3 separate regions of the Mus musculus genome follow, and regions 2 and 3 are each linked to region 1. A link is a contact called in public Micro-C and promoter capture Hi-C data. All regions are on one chromosome and are shown on one strand. The core of a region is the stretch at or near the end of the contact, and the rest is flanking DNA. Distances in the headings are between cores, read along the strand shown.

What was found. Promoter capture Hi-C pulls out the DNA fragments that hold promoters and counts their contacts. A called contact is a pair of places that touch in the nucleus more often than the background predicts.
Region 2: a contact with region 1 is called in a promoter capture Hi-C map of trophoblast stem cells, with 3 times the contacts expected there. The contact joins the enhancer-like site here to the promoter of C1ql2 in region 1. A contact is called at or near these places in 14 of 39 promoter capture datasets (the 3T3-L1 cell line, the HPC-7 cell line, cranial neural crest and 7 more), 1 of 15 datasets of contacts at CTCF or cohesin (the NIH/3T3 cell line), 66 of 484 Hi-C or Micro-C datasets (the 3T3-L1 cell line, 3T3-L1-derived adipocytes, the AML12 cell line and 41 more), 9 of 115 datasets of contacts at active chromatin or transcription factors (bone marrow-derived dendritic cells, embryonic stem cells, epiblast stem cells and 1 more) and 2 of 9 other capture datasets (embryonic stem cells and liver).
Region 3: a Micro-C map of trophoblast stem cells shows a contact between it and region 1, with 2.4 times the contacts expected there. The contact joins the enhancer-like site here to the promoter of C1ql2 in region 1. A contact is called at or near these places in 1 of 39 promoter capture datasets (stem cell-derived epiblast-like cells), 2 of 15 datasets of contacts at CTCF or cohesin (embryonic stem cells and large pre-B cells), 24 of 484 Hi-C or Micro-C datasets (the AML12 cell line, the C10 cell line, the C2C12 cell line and 19 more) and 7 of 115 datasets of contacts at active chromatin or transcription factors (bone marrow-derived dendritic cells, embryonic stem cells and stem cell-derived neural progenitor cells).

Annotation. Positions count from the first base shown.
Region 1 is chr1:120,338,184-120,342,543 of GRCm38.p6, reverse strand. It overlaps C1ql2 (complement component 1, q subcomponent-like 2), which reads right to left and starts at 1,962. Exons shown (of 2, transcript NM_207233.1): 1 at 743-1,962; 2 at 1-149. The coding sequence starts at 1,426.
Region 2 is chr1:120,537,482-120,541,841 of GRCm38.p6, reverse strand. No RefSeq gene overlaps it. Among named protein-coding and RNA genes, the nearest start is that of Gm41939, 33 kb to the left of the region's middle. Within about 2 kb of position 2,196, at least 2 of the 459 cell types and tissues checked have an H3K27ac peak or open chromatin away from gene starts, as enhancers often do. A contact at or near this core is called in morula and trophoblast stem cells, where this site is marked.
Region 3 is chr1:120,466,792-120,471,151 of GRCm38.p6, reverse strand. No RefSeq gene overlaps it. Among named protein-coding and RNA genes, the nearest start is that of Gm46154, 33 kb to the right of the region's middle. Within about 2 kb of position 2,036, at least 3 of the 459 cell types and tissues checked have an H3K27ac peak or open chromatin away from gene starts, as enhancers often do. A contact at or near this core is called in trophoblast stem cells, where this site is marked.

The DNA of each region.
Region 1 (4,360 bases), core at 713-3,212:
GTGCTGTACTTGTTATTGTTGCCGCCGTGAGCCTTCCCGCCGTCCAGCTTCACGTAGACTTCATCGCCTGAATCCAGGTGCAGTACCACGCTGTTGCTGGCGTAGTCGTAATTCTGGTCCGCGTCCTGGGCTATGGCGCTGGCTCGCACCTGCGGGGCGAACCAGAAGAGCGAGCGGGTGGGACCCTGCACCTCTTCCTGAGTCCAAGCCTGGCCTCCCTCGCCCATCCCTTTGCAGGCTCCCTGCCTGCTACTTCAGTGTAAACACTCCCTCCTCGGCTCCAAGTTCTCTTGGTAGCAGAGTCAAGGAAAGGGGGTTTACTTGCCCAGTATGTAAAGGTCCTAGGGGGTCAAGGCCAAGATGAATAAACTGGAGGGAAAGGGATGGCCCACGTGCAATCACAGTGATAAAGACAACTGGGTTTTTCTAGGAGCCCAGCCACTTCAGGCCATGACTCAATCGATTGGGGACTGGAGACCTATTTAGGTGCCAGGGTCACTGTGCACCCGGGGTCCAGTCTCAAACGCCCAGTACATTTATGCAAAGGACAGCATAGTACGCAGGGAAGCTGGGCGATGCATGTGGTCCAGCGCCCACCCGACCCCAGAGTTTGCTGGGGCGCTGGAGAGTGGCAGGAAACAGTATATAGTTCCCTGGGGTTCCGGGCGCCTGTAATGAACGGTCTGCGGACTCTGTTGGGCCGGGAAAGGTAGGGAGGGGTGTGTGGGAGAAAGTCACTGACCTGCCCGTTCTTGCAGAGATCCGCCCACATGCTGGTTCCGTCGCCGCCACGCATGAGAATGTGGTACGTGAAGAAGTAGATGCCCCGCACCTGGCAGCTGAACTTGCCTGTAGTGGGGTCGTAGTGATTGCCAAGATTGGTGACCACGTCGTCGAACTTGAGCACCTCGTAGCCTTCGTGGGGGCTCTTGAGTCCCACGTAGAAGGCGATCTTGGGACCGCTGAAGGCGGCGCTCAGCGCACTGGTCACTTCTCCCTCCGTGTCGCCACCGCCCCCGGTTCCGCCACTCACCACTCCAACGCCACCGGCCGCGCTGGTTGTCAACTGCAGTCCGGGTAGCCCTGGCCTCCCCGAGTCTCCTTTCTCTCCCGGGGGACCCCTGGGCCCAGGAGGCCCTGGCTCTCCAGGAGGACCCCGAGGCCCTGGCTTGCCTGGTCGCCCCGGATCACCCTTTGGTCCCTGGATAAACGGAGGCGGGGGGTTGGCGCTGAGGTCCTGCATAACTTCCAGGGCAGCGGTACTGGGTCCCGGCGGTGGAGCCTTGGCGCCCGCGGGTCCCCCTGCGGGAGCGACGCTGTATGGGTCACAGATCATGCGGCAGGTGCCCAGCATCTCGTAGTGAGCCGCTCCGGGGGGCGCCGCCTGCAGCAGCAGAGGCACCGCGATCAGCAGCCCCAGTGCCATGGCCAAGAGCACGCCGACGGCCGCCAAGCAGGCGCGCCGCCGCCGCTGCCACAGCCGGGAGGCGACCGCCACCAGCTCCTCCTTGCCGCCTGGGGAGGTAATGGTGGAGCGGCGCCGGGTGGCCCCGCTCTATGCGTTCGGACGCCAACTCCGCAGGTCCCCTCCGCGTCCCCGACGTGGAGACCCCTCTCTTAGCCACCCAACTATTTCAACGAGAGGTATCCGGACCTGGGCTCCTGAGGCCACCGCTCTGGAACTGATCTGGAGAGTCGAAGAGCCCGACACGCATGACGAGGGGCTCACAGGACGAGCCCGGCACCCCGGCGGGGACCGGGTAGTGGCGGCTGGGGAATGCTGGGTCTCAGTGCGGCGTCCGGTGTTGGCTCAGCTGCGCTGGTTCCTGCTCTGCTGGGATTGGCGGGGCTTGGCAGGGTTCGGCGGGACGCGGGATCGGCTCTGCCGCACGCTCTGCTCTGTTCTCCCTCTACTAGCTGGTTCCCGGGCGGAGGGGGTACCCAGCTACCCTAACGTAAGATCAGGACTGAGCGGCGGAGGCGGCGAGGCAGCAGCGTGCGCTGCCATCACTCGGGAGACGGCGCTCTCCTGTCATCAGCTCCCATCCCGCGGCGTCCTCCGGAGATGTGCCTGCTGGCGGCGCCCAGGAGCCACAAGTGGGAGCAGCGGGCAGCAGCCCCTAGCTGGGGCTCCACAGACACACCCACTCTTGCCCACTCTCCTCTCGCAGACCACCAAGCTCTGGAACCCACGCGCGCAATCAGTGGGTGCATACAGCACCCACACACGACCACGATGTGGTGCCTGCGAAGTCCTGGCGGGGTCACCAAATCCATTTCCTATCTGGATGAGCCCAGGTCTCAACCCAAGTCCAGGACAGCCTAAGCTTCCAGTTCAAGAACAGAAGCACACACTGTATGTTGCAGCCTTTTCTGTTTTAAAACAGAAAGCGGGGTGGCAGAGGGGGATTCGCATACTACATACAGAAAGTAACCAACTTCCAAATAGAGGAGTAAGAGGAGGGGCACACCTACATCTTATTCAGAAGGCTGAATGGTCTTATATGTCTAGTCAGCTCTTGGAATTCGAACACGTTTAGTAACTGTTGATGAACAATTTTCAAAATAAAAAGAGGAAAGCAGGGCAGTGATGGTGCATGTCTTTAATCCCAGCACTGGGGAGGCAGAGGCAGGCAGATCTTTGAGTACAAGGCCAGCCTGGTCTACAGAGTGAGTTCCAGGATAGCCTGAGCTACACAGAGAAACCCTGTCTTAAGAAGAAAAAAAAGAGAGAAAGAAAAAAGAAAAAGAAAGGAAGAAAAAAACCTCTAAATTAATTAATTGAGCAACTAAGTGGAAACAATAAATAATTAAAGTAAGGCCTCTGGGGAAACAAGATGTCAGTAGTGGTACTGAACCCTTGTTTCTTTTAAAGGTTGTTTTTTTTTTTTTTAATTCATGTACATTGGTATTTTGCCTGCATGTGTGATCGTGTCAGATTCCCAAGAATTGGAGTTTCAGACATTTGTGAGCTGCTATGTGGGTGCTGAGAATTGCATCTAGGTCCTCTAGGAAGAGCAGCCAGTACTCTTAACTCAAGCCCTCTCTCCCCTGCCTCAACTCTAATTTCTTAAAGGCAGATTCCTTCTCCTCCTCCTCCTCCTCCTCAGGGTCTCAATCTCTTCCCCCTTCCTGTTGTTACTTATTTTCTTCTTTAAATTTAGTTTCTTTCGTAAACATCATACAAAATATTAGATGTCATTATAGCATTTTAAAACAACGTGTTTTAGTAAATTCTCCTCCCTTACCTTCACCATTCACACTGAAGGCACAGGGAGCCCTGCTCCAGGCTGGTGAGTGAGTTCCTCTCCAGGAACACCCCAGCTCCCTCTCCCTGCATCCAAATGCATTTGCACCCCTCCTCCAGCTGGGGCACAATTAAAGGAGAATCATCTATGTCCTTCTACTGCTACTAAAGAGGAAACAGAGCCACACACACTGGGCCCCTGCTCCCCCGGGGAGCTGGGAAGGCACCTACCTCAGAGGGGAAGAGCCCCTGGTCTGGGTAGGCTGGATGTCCTGGTGCTGTCTATCACCTACACAAGTGAGTGACCCCACACCTCTGGTTTCTGGGCCACCTTCCGGGGCGGGGCTTGTGCTCTAAAGAGAGTGGTTGTTTATCAGATGCCATGCTCAGTGGAGTCTCACTTTTCACTGTGGTTGCTTCTGCTCCCACCGCTGGCCACTTGCTGGTCCCACCACAGCACAGGTCTCCACAATATTCCTGCTAAGAACGGCTGTGTGGTTGCTTTGTGAGTTCTCTTCCCTTCCTTTGCAGATACAGTCCTGTGCATTCATGCCTTTTCTCCTCTAATATAGATGGGAAAACACAGGCTTTGATGGTACGAGGAGCTTGTCCAGGGTCTACCCTGGCTTTCTGAGTTTTCAGATCTCCCCAGTCTGCCCAGAGCAACCCTAGAATGTGTAATTGTAGGAGGCCCAGTGTTGGGTTCCAGTACTACAACCCATGTGACCTTGAGCAGAGTGTTGCGCACCTCGGACAAGAACCTGTCTCAGCGCTCCTGGGAGAATAAATGAGTGCATTCACTGAAAGGCTAGTGGAAGCTCAGCTAATATCACCACCTACAGACACATGCTCTCTGCTCTGCTGTTGTGGGTGTGGCAACTGGGGTGATATTTGTGGGTAACAAGCAGGGTGGTGTAGATGGGTTTATGGTTAATGAAGAAGATTCAAACATCATAATCACACTGTTACCTCTTCCAAAGCAGAGAATGTAGGCTCTGCTGCCCTGCCACCCCACCCCACCCCCCACCGCCATAGAACACACACAAAGTAGCCTTTCCAAGGTTCGGCTCTGCTAGGGAACCCCTTTGATTTGGAGGGGGTGCGGGCTTCCTT
Region 2 (4,360 bases), core at 947-3,446, 200 kb before region 1:
CAAGCAATTGGTGCTTGTTCGATACAGAAGCTTCCAGGACCACAGAGATTTGGGTGGTCATCCTTTCTAACCTTAGGTAGCCAGAACTTCATGTCTGTGATGGGCAGACCCCTTACCAGCCCTAGGAGCCCCTGACCGGAGTAAGAAATGTATCTGTGACCATGAGCTGTATTGTTCCTGAACAAGGCAGGAAGCCGGTACCAGCTGTAGGGAGATCCATCAGACACTGCCTTCACGTTCAGAGCCATCTATTATCTGCTGAAACAAGAGGCCTGAAGACAGAGAGTGATTCCAAGTTTGGATGTTTCTGAGCCCCAGAGACAGCTTCAAGGACATAGGTATTTCTCCATCTGCCACTTCAACTCTCTCCTGTTGCATGAACTTTTCCCAGGGAGATGGGAACAAATGCCTATTCAGCCCAGATAGAGTACTAACCACAGACCAAAGTAAGTGATTCCACCCAAGTCCAGCTGGTAAGACAATAATTTTATTGGGGTTCCTTACAGAGCCTGGGGGAAAGGTCACTCGCAGGAATGTGAGTTACCCCCAAACATCTGCTTCACTTCAAAGTTCTGCACCATCACAGATGGCGACCTTATGGACGTTTCATCATGGAGTTCCTCTCTCTCAGCCAACTTCTATTTCCTACATACTTGAGCATCTACCAAGGCCACTTGTGGCTAGATGGAACCCACACTCAGGGTCCTGTGAGCCTTCCCTTCCTCCTTCTATTAAGGAGCTGGGGAAAGAAAGCCTCCCTTCTCATATGCCCTCTTGACATTAGCATGAAATATCCAGGACTCCTCCATCTGTGGATTTCCTTGAATGAAAAGGCATCGTGTGTCTGCTAAGGTGAGTCAGCACTGACTCATAGAATGGAGAGAACCCTTTACTCTGTCTCTTCCTTCCTGAAGAACATGCTCACCTAATTCTGTATCCCAGAAAGGAGACACGGACAGCCACAAAGTCACCTAGCCATGTTCAGTGACTGGGGAGCCTGGGGCTTGCACATCAGTCTTCTCCCCTCCCCTGTGCACTATGTGGTGACAGACATAGAAAGCCTCAGCACATTAGGAAGGCACAAGGCCATGGGCACACTCCTGGTTACTAAGTGAGGTACCAGGCAGAGAGAATGTGGGGATCTTTTATCACAGAAGTATTGTGTGAATGTGTGTGTGTGTGTGTGTGTGTGTGTGTATACACACACACACACATGAAGCCAGAGGTCAATGCTGGGGTATCCTCCTCAATATCTCTCTCTCCCTCCCTTCTCTCTCTCTCTCTCTCTCTCTCTCTCTCTCTCTCTCTCTCTCAGACAGTATCTCTCATTAACCTGCAGTTCACCGATCTGGCTAGGCTGACTGAACAGCAAGCGTATGGGATCTGTCTCTGTTTCTGCCTCCCTAGCACTGAGATTATGCAGGTCTGCTGACTTGCTCATTATGTATGTAGATATTGGGGGTCCAAACTCAGGTCCTCACACCTGCATAGCAGCACCCTGCTGACTGAGCCATTGCCCAGCCACCTCAGAGGTATATTTGTTCCCACAGGTGTGGATGAATACCCTGATGTATTCTGCTGCAGCCCTGGATCCCCAGCATCTACAACAGCCATCAGTGAGAGGGGCTTAGGAAACAAGACTCAGATTCCCGGCACACTAACCATCGCCTCTCAGCCTCCTGTTTGCACAATTGTGCTGGGTGATTGATTCATTAAAAGCCCTGTTTGCTATTTTCACTTTGGGAAATAAACTGACAGCTGAAATTATAACTACATTTAAGACAAGGATGACAGACCCAGATTGGAACTGATTAAGGGAAACTCAACCCAGTCACATCAGGAACACGCAGACTCTAGAGTCAGGGAAAACACCTCCCACCCTCTCATTAATTAGTTCTCTGGACTTCCACCAGAGAGAATTTCAGCCTTGATAAGCCAAGAAGCTGACCCTGTGTGACAATTCTGACCTCTTGAATGACAGGGGTTTAGACCAGGGGATTTCTGAACCTAAATAACTTTTCCTGAAAGTCTTCGGTTTTGTTTTTGTGACAGTTTCACGTATCCCCCACTGCCCTTGGGCAGCGGATATAGTCAAGCATGACCTTGAACTTCTGACCCCCAGAATGCTGACAGGCAAGAACTCTGTTGAGCTGAGCTCCACCTATAGCCCCAGGAAATATTCTTGACACAGAAAGAACAACTTCTCATGGGAGGAGCTATATGTCCGTATATGTGCATACCGATGTTGATAGGTAGCACAGCTATGCATTTGTGCATATTGTGTATATGCATGCATGTCTGTGTGTCACTTCCCTGGAGGAGAGAGGACGAGGAGGAACCGGCAGGTGACCCTACTGATTACCTTCCCAAAGCACACTTGGCTTGAATATACCTCTGTCCTCACAAACCAGAGCTGCACTGGAAAGGCCCAGGCTATAGGAATAGTTGGGCTAAGATACCGACATCCCATGGGTGCTGGGCTGCTAAGTGAGTCCAGAGACCAGAGCTTCTTTCCTGCTGCTGTCTAGGTGGGGGACTCTGGAGTCAGAACCCTGAGGACTGCCCAGAGCAGCACCAGAGTTTAGAGATGGAAGCTTTCACAGCCAGAAAGATGACTGATTCTGATCTCTTTCCCACAGTCCCCCTTGGAGGTTAAGTGTTGCTCTCCTGTGGTAGCCATCACACTTCTGCTTTGCTCAGGCTATGACAAGGGTCTTAGGTCAATGTCCTGCTTCAGAACTGGCCATCTGGCTTTGCAGGGAGGTAAACATAAATGTAATTCTTCCTCCCACATTTTTAACCCAACGTGCTTATGCATCAGTTATTGAATGAGATACCATAGAGAGTGGCCCAGCATGCAAGAGGGAGGTCTTGGGTTAGATCCCCAGTATCTCTAAAATGAACATGGTGGTATGCATCTTCAAACCTCACACTTGGGGTGGGGGACGAGGTATGGAGATTAGAGGGTCAAGGTCATCTTCAGCTACATAAGGAGTTCAACGCTGGCCTCCATTGTATGAGACTGTCTCAAAAAACCAACCCCCCTCCAAATACTAGCCCATCCTGTGTCACCCACAGCACCATGGGCGGCCCCTCCCAGTGCCACCCACTGTAAAGTCTTGTCCCCTTTGAATGCTGCTGTCTTATGAAGTTTTTGCTGCAGGAGAGGGAAGGACAATCTGTGAAAGTCATTCTCTGGCCCAACACCCTTCCCCCGTGCCATGCACCTTCCCTGTGCCCTGCAGCATCCCTTGCCCAAGCTGAAGGACACTGAGCCCCTCCCAAGGCATCCAGACTCCTGCAGCATCATCTGTAATTGGGGCAGTTGGTCCATTAGGAATTTGGATGGACCCAAGCCTAAGTCTTCAGCCCTGCTCAAGGTAAACAAGAACAATTCGAGATTTGACTTCTGCGCAGTTCATTTAAACTCTGCTCAGAATATAAATCGCCTGCTTTAGTGCCAATCTACTCAGCCCGTCTCAGGCCCGAGCTGAATGACAAACAGCAGGTGAGACTATGAAGAATAAACCCTGAACAGGCAACCCAGACTCTGCCCCAGTGAAGTTCCTGGAGGAGTGGGGAGCCTTAGGCTCTGCCCAGAGCATTCCAGCAGGGGTGGGGGCAGCTAACCTGCCTGACATTTTCAAGGACTTTTCCATACTTGTAGGGGGGAAAGGAATCAACCAAGGATGCCAGAGAAATTCCTAGGTAAAGACTAGGGGTGTCCCTAATTTGGTAGAGCGCTCATTTTGCATGTTCAAGGCCCCGAGATCAAACAAGTGTTTCATTAAACCAGACAGGGCTGCCCATGCTTGTAACTCAGTACTGCAGGGTGGAGGAAGAAGGGAGGATTGGTCATATTCATATCCAATTCAAGGCCAGCTTGGGATACCTAGACCCTGTCTTAAACACAGGGATGAGTGTTGGGGGATACCTCACAAACATGGCGGATTCCCCCCGAATTTAAACATGGATGTTTAAAAAAGGCAAACACAATTCTGTGCCTTTGTAACCCCAGTACTGCAGAGAGGTGATCCTGGGACTCAGCGGTGAGACAGTCAACTGATTCTGTGAGTTTGTTTCAGCAAGAGACCTTGTCTCTAAATCAATACATAAGCTGGAGAGTGGTTGAAGACCCCTGACATTGACCTCTGGCTTCCAGATGCAGGTATATAGGTGAGCACACTCACATAAACTTCCAAATACCTAGGTGGGTCACTCCAGTTAACATTCATCTGGAAGGACTCGGTTCTCAGATCCAAAGGGAAAGCAATTCTGGCGTTTGGCTTCCTGCTGCAGGCTCTCTTGAGTATCAGAGGTGGCCTGCCAAGGTGATGGGTGCTGGAGCATTGGGTATCAG
Region 3 (4,360 bases), core at 787-3,286, 130 kb before region 1:
CTCTGTGTATGCATGAGAATATGTGTCTCTTTGTGTGTATACACAGGTATGTGTGTGTCTATGGGTGTGTATACCCACACATGTGTGTTATGTGTGTATACACATGAGTATGTGCATGTGTGTGAATGAATTATTTCCAATATCTCCATGTATAGGAGGAGATAGATGTCAAAAAGAAAAGTACGGCAGTGTGAACCTGCACCCTGGAGCTGGGGTTGGGGAGAGACTGAGTCAGGAGATCTCTAAGGTTCCATGGTCATCAGTCTAGCAGCCAGCAGCTTAGAGGGGACAAGGAGGTTCTGGGTCACTGACAGACCCTGTCTCAAAACAAATAAGATGGAGACTGACTGAGGAACAGCATTCTCATATCAACCTCAGACCTCACATATAGCACATATCAGCACAGGAAAGTGACCCTGCACACACATGTATGCATGTGCTTATAACACACCCATGCAGGCACACATCTGCACACATATGCACATGTGTACACACACACTCACACATATACACATATATGGGTCTTTAGTATTAGGACTATGATTGCTTTTCTCTATCGGTGGGTGTTTAATGTTTGGAGTTTGTTGTTGTTTTAGATGAAGTACGAAGCCCTAGCTAGCCTGGAACTTGCTATGTAGACCAGTCTAGCTTTAAACTCACAGAGACCTACCTGTCTCTGCCTTTCTAGTGCTGGGATTAAAGATGTCACCACCAAATCGAGTCCTTTTCCATTTTAAACTATTTTTTTAATGGTTTTGTAGTTGGCTGCTCTGATGTTTATGAGCAGAATATATATGTCTATAAATAGAAAGATATGTATTTATATGTAGAAAAATAGTTAGTTCAAGAAAACTCTTAACAATATAGTATGGACCCTCAAAGAGGCCAGAGTCCTGCCCCTCCTAAGCACCGATTTCAGTCCTGGTTTCTCTGGGTCTGCTGTGTGTGGCTTCTGAGAGGCCCCTCGGAGGATGGAAGAGCTCAGGACAAGGTCTTGAAAGCCCTTGGATGAGGAGCAGAGAGGAACTGTAGGTGGGGTGTGGGGAGGGCTTGGCATTTTATAGCAAGATACAGTAGGTTTGCTTGTGTGTCGATGAGTAAGAGGGGATCAATTATTAAGGAAAAAGGACACCAGTTCTTAGAAGTAGAGTCCTTATGAGAAAGAACTAAAAGGCAAAGGGTTCTTGGCAATTGGTGAGAACAAGGGCAAAAACATGAATAAAGATGCAGTTTCTGGGAGATCTGGGGCTGGGAGGGAGCAGAGAGTTCTCTGATTGTGGTGTGCGCTCTCAAAGGGCAAGAGACAAGGCAGCAGCCCCGCTGACTGGGGAGGGACGGGTGTTGATGAGAGGGCACATTCTCTGCTGACTTGATTGGAAATGTCAGTAGTCCGACTTATGCTGTCCCCTTCAGTGTACAGAGTAACCTGTAAGGAAGATGTGGAGGTGTGTCATTGTACAGATCAGGAGTCATATCAAGCCCATCAGCTAGGGAGTGGAAGAGGCAGGGTGTGAGCTCACATGGTTGCCACGTTGACGTGTATCCTGGCTGCATCTTCATGTCCTACCTGTTCTCGCTGCCTCTCGGGTACCTAGCCAGGCCGTTCACTGCTCCATCAAACTTCAGATCCTGAGCCCTGATACATCAGTACAGTGTCTATCCCAAGGGCTCCTCATTGAATTTAACCACAATCTTATTTCTATTTGCTTTCATCTCTTCAGTGGCTTCCCTACCTGGCTATATCACATTTGCATCTCCAGATGAGTTTACCTGTGCCTACTCTCCAGCGTGTGTGTGTGTGTGTGTGTGTGTGTGTGTGTGTGTGTGTGTGAGTGTGTGTGTGTGTGTGTGTGTGTGTGTGTGTGTGTGTTCTCATGTAGAGTGAGAATTTACCGATCTCTGACTGTTAACCGTGAAATGTCCTGGGGAGTGTAGTTACAGGCTATGGCTTCCTGAAACATCACCCGGAGCCTGCTCTCTTCCTGGATGAAGTCCTCGCTTCCGCAGTCCCAGCTGCAAGGAGCGAGCAAAGGTCGCCTTCACTTTCCGAGCACGAGGGGGCGCTGCAGGCCGCATTCGGCCTCCAGGCACTGGCCTGGGTCTCTCCCTGTGGCTCACCCTCAGGCATCCAACCTGGAGAGGACAGGCAAGGTTCCCACAAAGGCTCTTCTGGAGGCATTACTGGGCTGTAGATCTTCCACCTAGGAAGAAAGACGCCGGGGCACCTGCATTCAAGCCGGGCTTTCCACAAACTCCCTCCTTAACCTTTCCCTCCTGGGTCCATAGTTACTGAGACGGATGGCATTTAAAAAAAAAAAAAAAAAAAAAAAAAAAAGGCAGCAAGGGAAACTCCCATTACTGATACTAAGCACCATGAATGCGCTTCTGTGCACACATGAATTCCTCAGAATCATCCTATGGGATTCTACAGTCCCGAGCACAAAACTGAAGCTCAGAAAGGTGAGGTTATTGGTCCACCACCACACAGTGAGCTGCTAATCTGGCTAAAGCCAGTCTGAAACCAAGGCTGATTCTGAACTTCAAGTTCAGCTCCCGCTTTGGCCCACCCACTTCTCATGTCTTTGTTTCAGATAAGAACTTAGGGCAGGAAGACATGACTTCTCCAGGTGACTGATGAGAGCCTGAAAGATCTGTCGTGGTCAACTCCAGCCAGTCAGGGCCGGACTCAGATCCCAACTGCTCAAACACTGGCTCCCGGTGGTAGCCGGGCTGCCCTTTCCCTTCCCAGACAGTTTCCTCCTACTAATGACAAAGAGTTGAACTAGGTCCTTTCATTAAGTTAAAAACAAATCTTACGGTTAATGTGGAGAAGTCAGGGCATCATGGATCAGGAGGAGTGGACAAACAGGAAGGATTCCAACTAGCTACACAGGAGACAGCCAGGCTGCCCAGATCAAAGGGAGAAAGGGGCTCTCAGCAAAGCAGTAGAGCAAAGGCTCCAACTGGCTCTCTTGAAGACCCCTTGAGAAACAGATGCGAGACACCATTGTCCTTTCCTCTTGCACACGTCACAACTTTATGGGTAAGTTACACCTTTACACATAAGAAAATTTGTTTGTTTGTTTATCTGAGATAAGATCTCTAACCCAAACGACAAACTTGCATTTCTGATCACAAGTGTTGAGATTCCAGGCATGCTCCATCATGACCAGTTTATGTAGTCCCGGGGATGGAGCTCAGGGTTTTGTGCATGCTGGGCAGGAACTCTATACTCTACAGACTGAACTACAGCCCCAGCCTGTTTCTGCATACTCTTGTATATAATGCATCTAATTGTAAAAGACTGAACTGTGGGCTTGAATGACTTCAAAGGCTGCCTTTGCTTGTTTCAAAAACAAGACTATACCAGATGATCCCAGAGGTAGACAAGGAGAGGAGAAACCTTGGCTAAGACCCTCACATCTGTAAATTCAAGAGCGTCCCATCTCTCATGGGCTGTGCATGGAGGATGGACCTAGATGGACCTCCTGTGGAATCTGACCAGGAAGGATGGAAGAGAGCAAGGAGGGGTCTTTGTGAGGCAACTGCATCTGGAAATGGAGTTGTGGTGCCCAGAGAACAGGAAGTGTAGAAGCACCCTGCCTTTGCCTCAGCTGCTAGAGGGAGCAACTGCCCTGAGAAGAGGAAGTGTAACCCTTGCCATCCTCATAGCCTCTGTCATGAGGAGACTCCCAGCTCTGCAAGCCCGCCTTTCCTCAACTTGTCTTCTCAAATTCTCTTGTGTTTCCAGTATGTGTTTCAACAAAGTGTACCTAGCACATTCTAGGTACCAGACCATGCCATAGAGAAGGGTAATATGACTTGAGCCATCCAGATCTTTAAAGGGCTTGTGATCCAGCTGGCTTGAAATGTTAGTTCAATCCAGTATGGTGTTGTCCAGGGAAACCCTCTAGGGCTGGCAGTCACACATACAAGTCACACACGTCTTCTCTCTGAACCGACCCCAGAGGTTACTGAACAGGGAGAAAAAGGAAAGGTCAGAGGGGAGTAAAGGTCAGACCTAAGACCTTGAGAGAGATGCCTGACCCAGGCAAGCGCGCTGGTCTTAGAGTTGCCCTAGCTAAGGCAGAATAGGGGCTGAGACAAAGGAAGGGGCATGGGATGGAGGCTCTCCTCTCCGGGTGTCCCGAGTGCAGGGAGGGGTCAGGACTGATTGATGACATCCTGGCTGGTGGCCCAGGAACACAGCTGTGTGGATCTCAAACCAGAGAATTCCCCGCAGGGGCAGGCTGAAGAGATTGGCTTGGGTTTCACCTGTGGGACCTTGTTAGGCAGCAGTTTCCGGAGAAGAAGTAAGGAGTTCTCTCCTGCAGGGATAGAGGGGAAGTGCAGCAGAGAG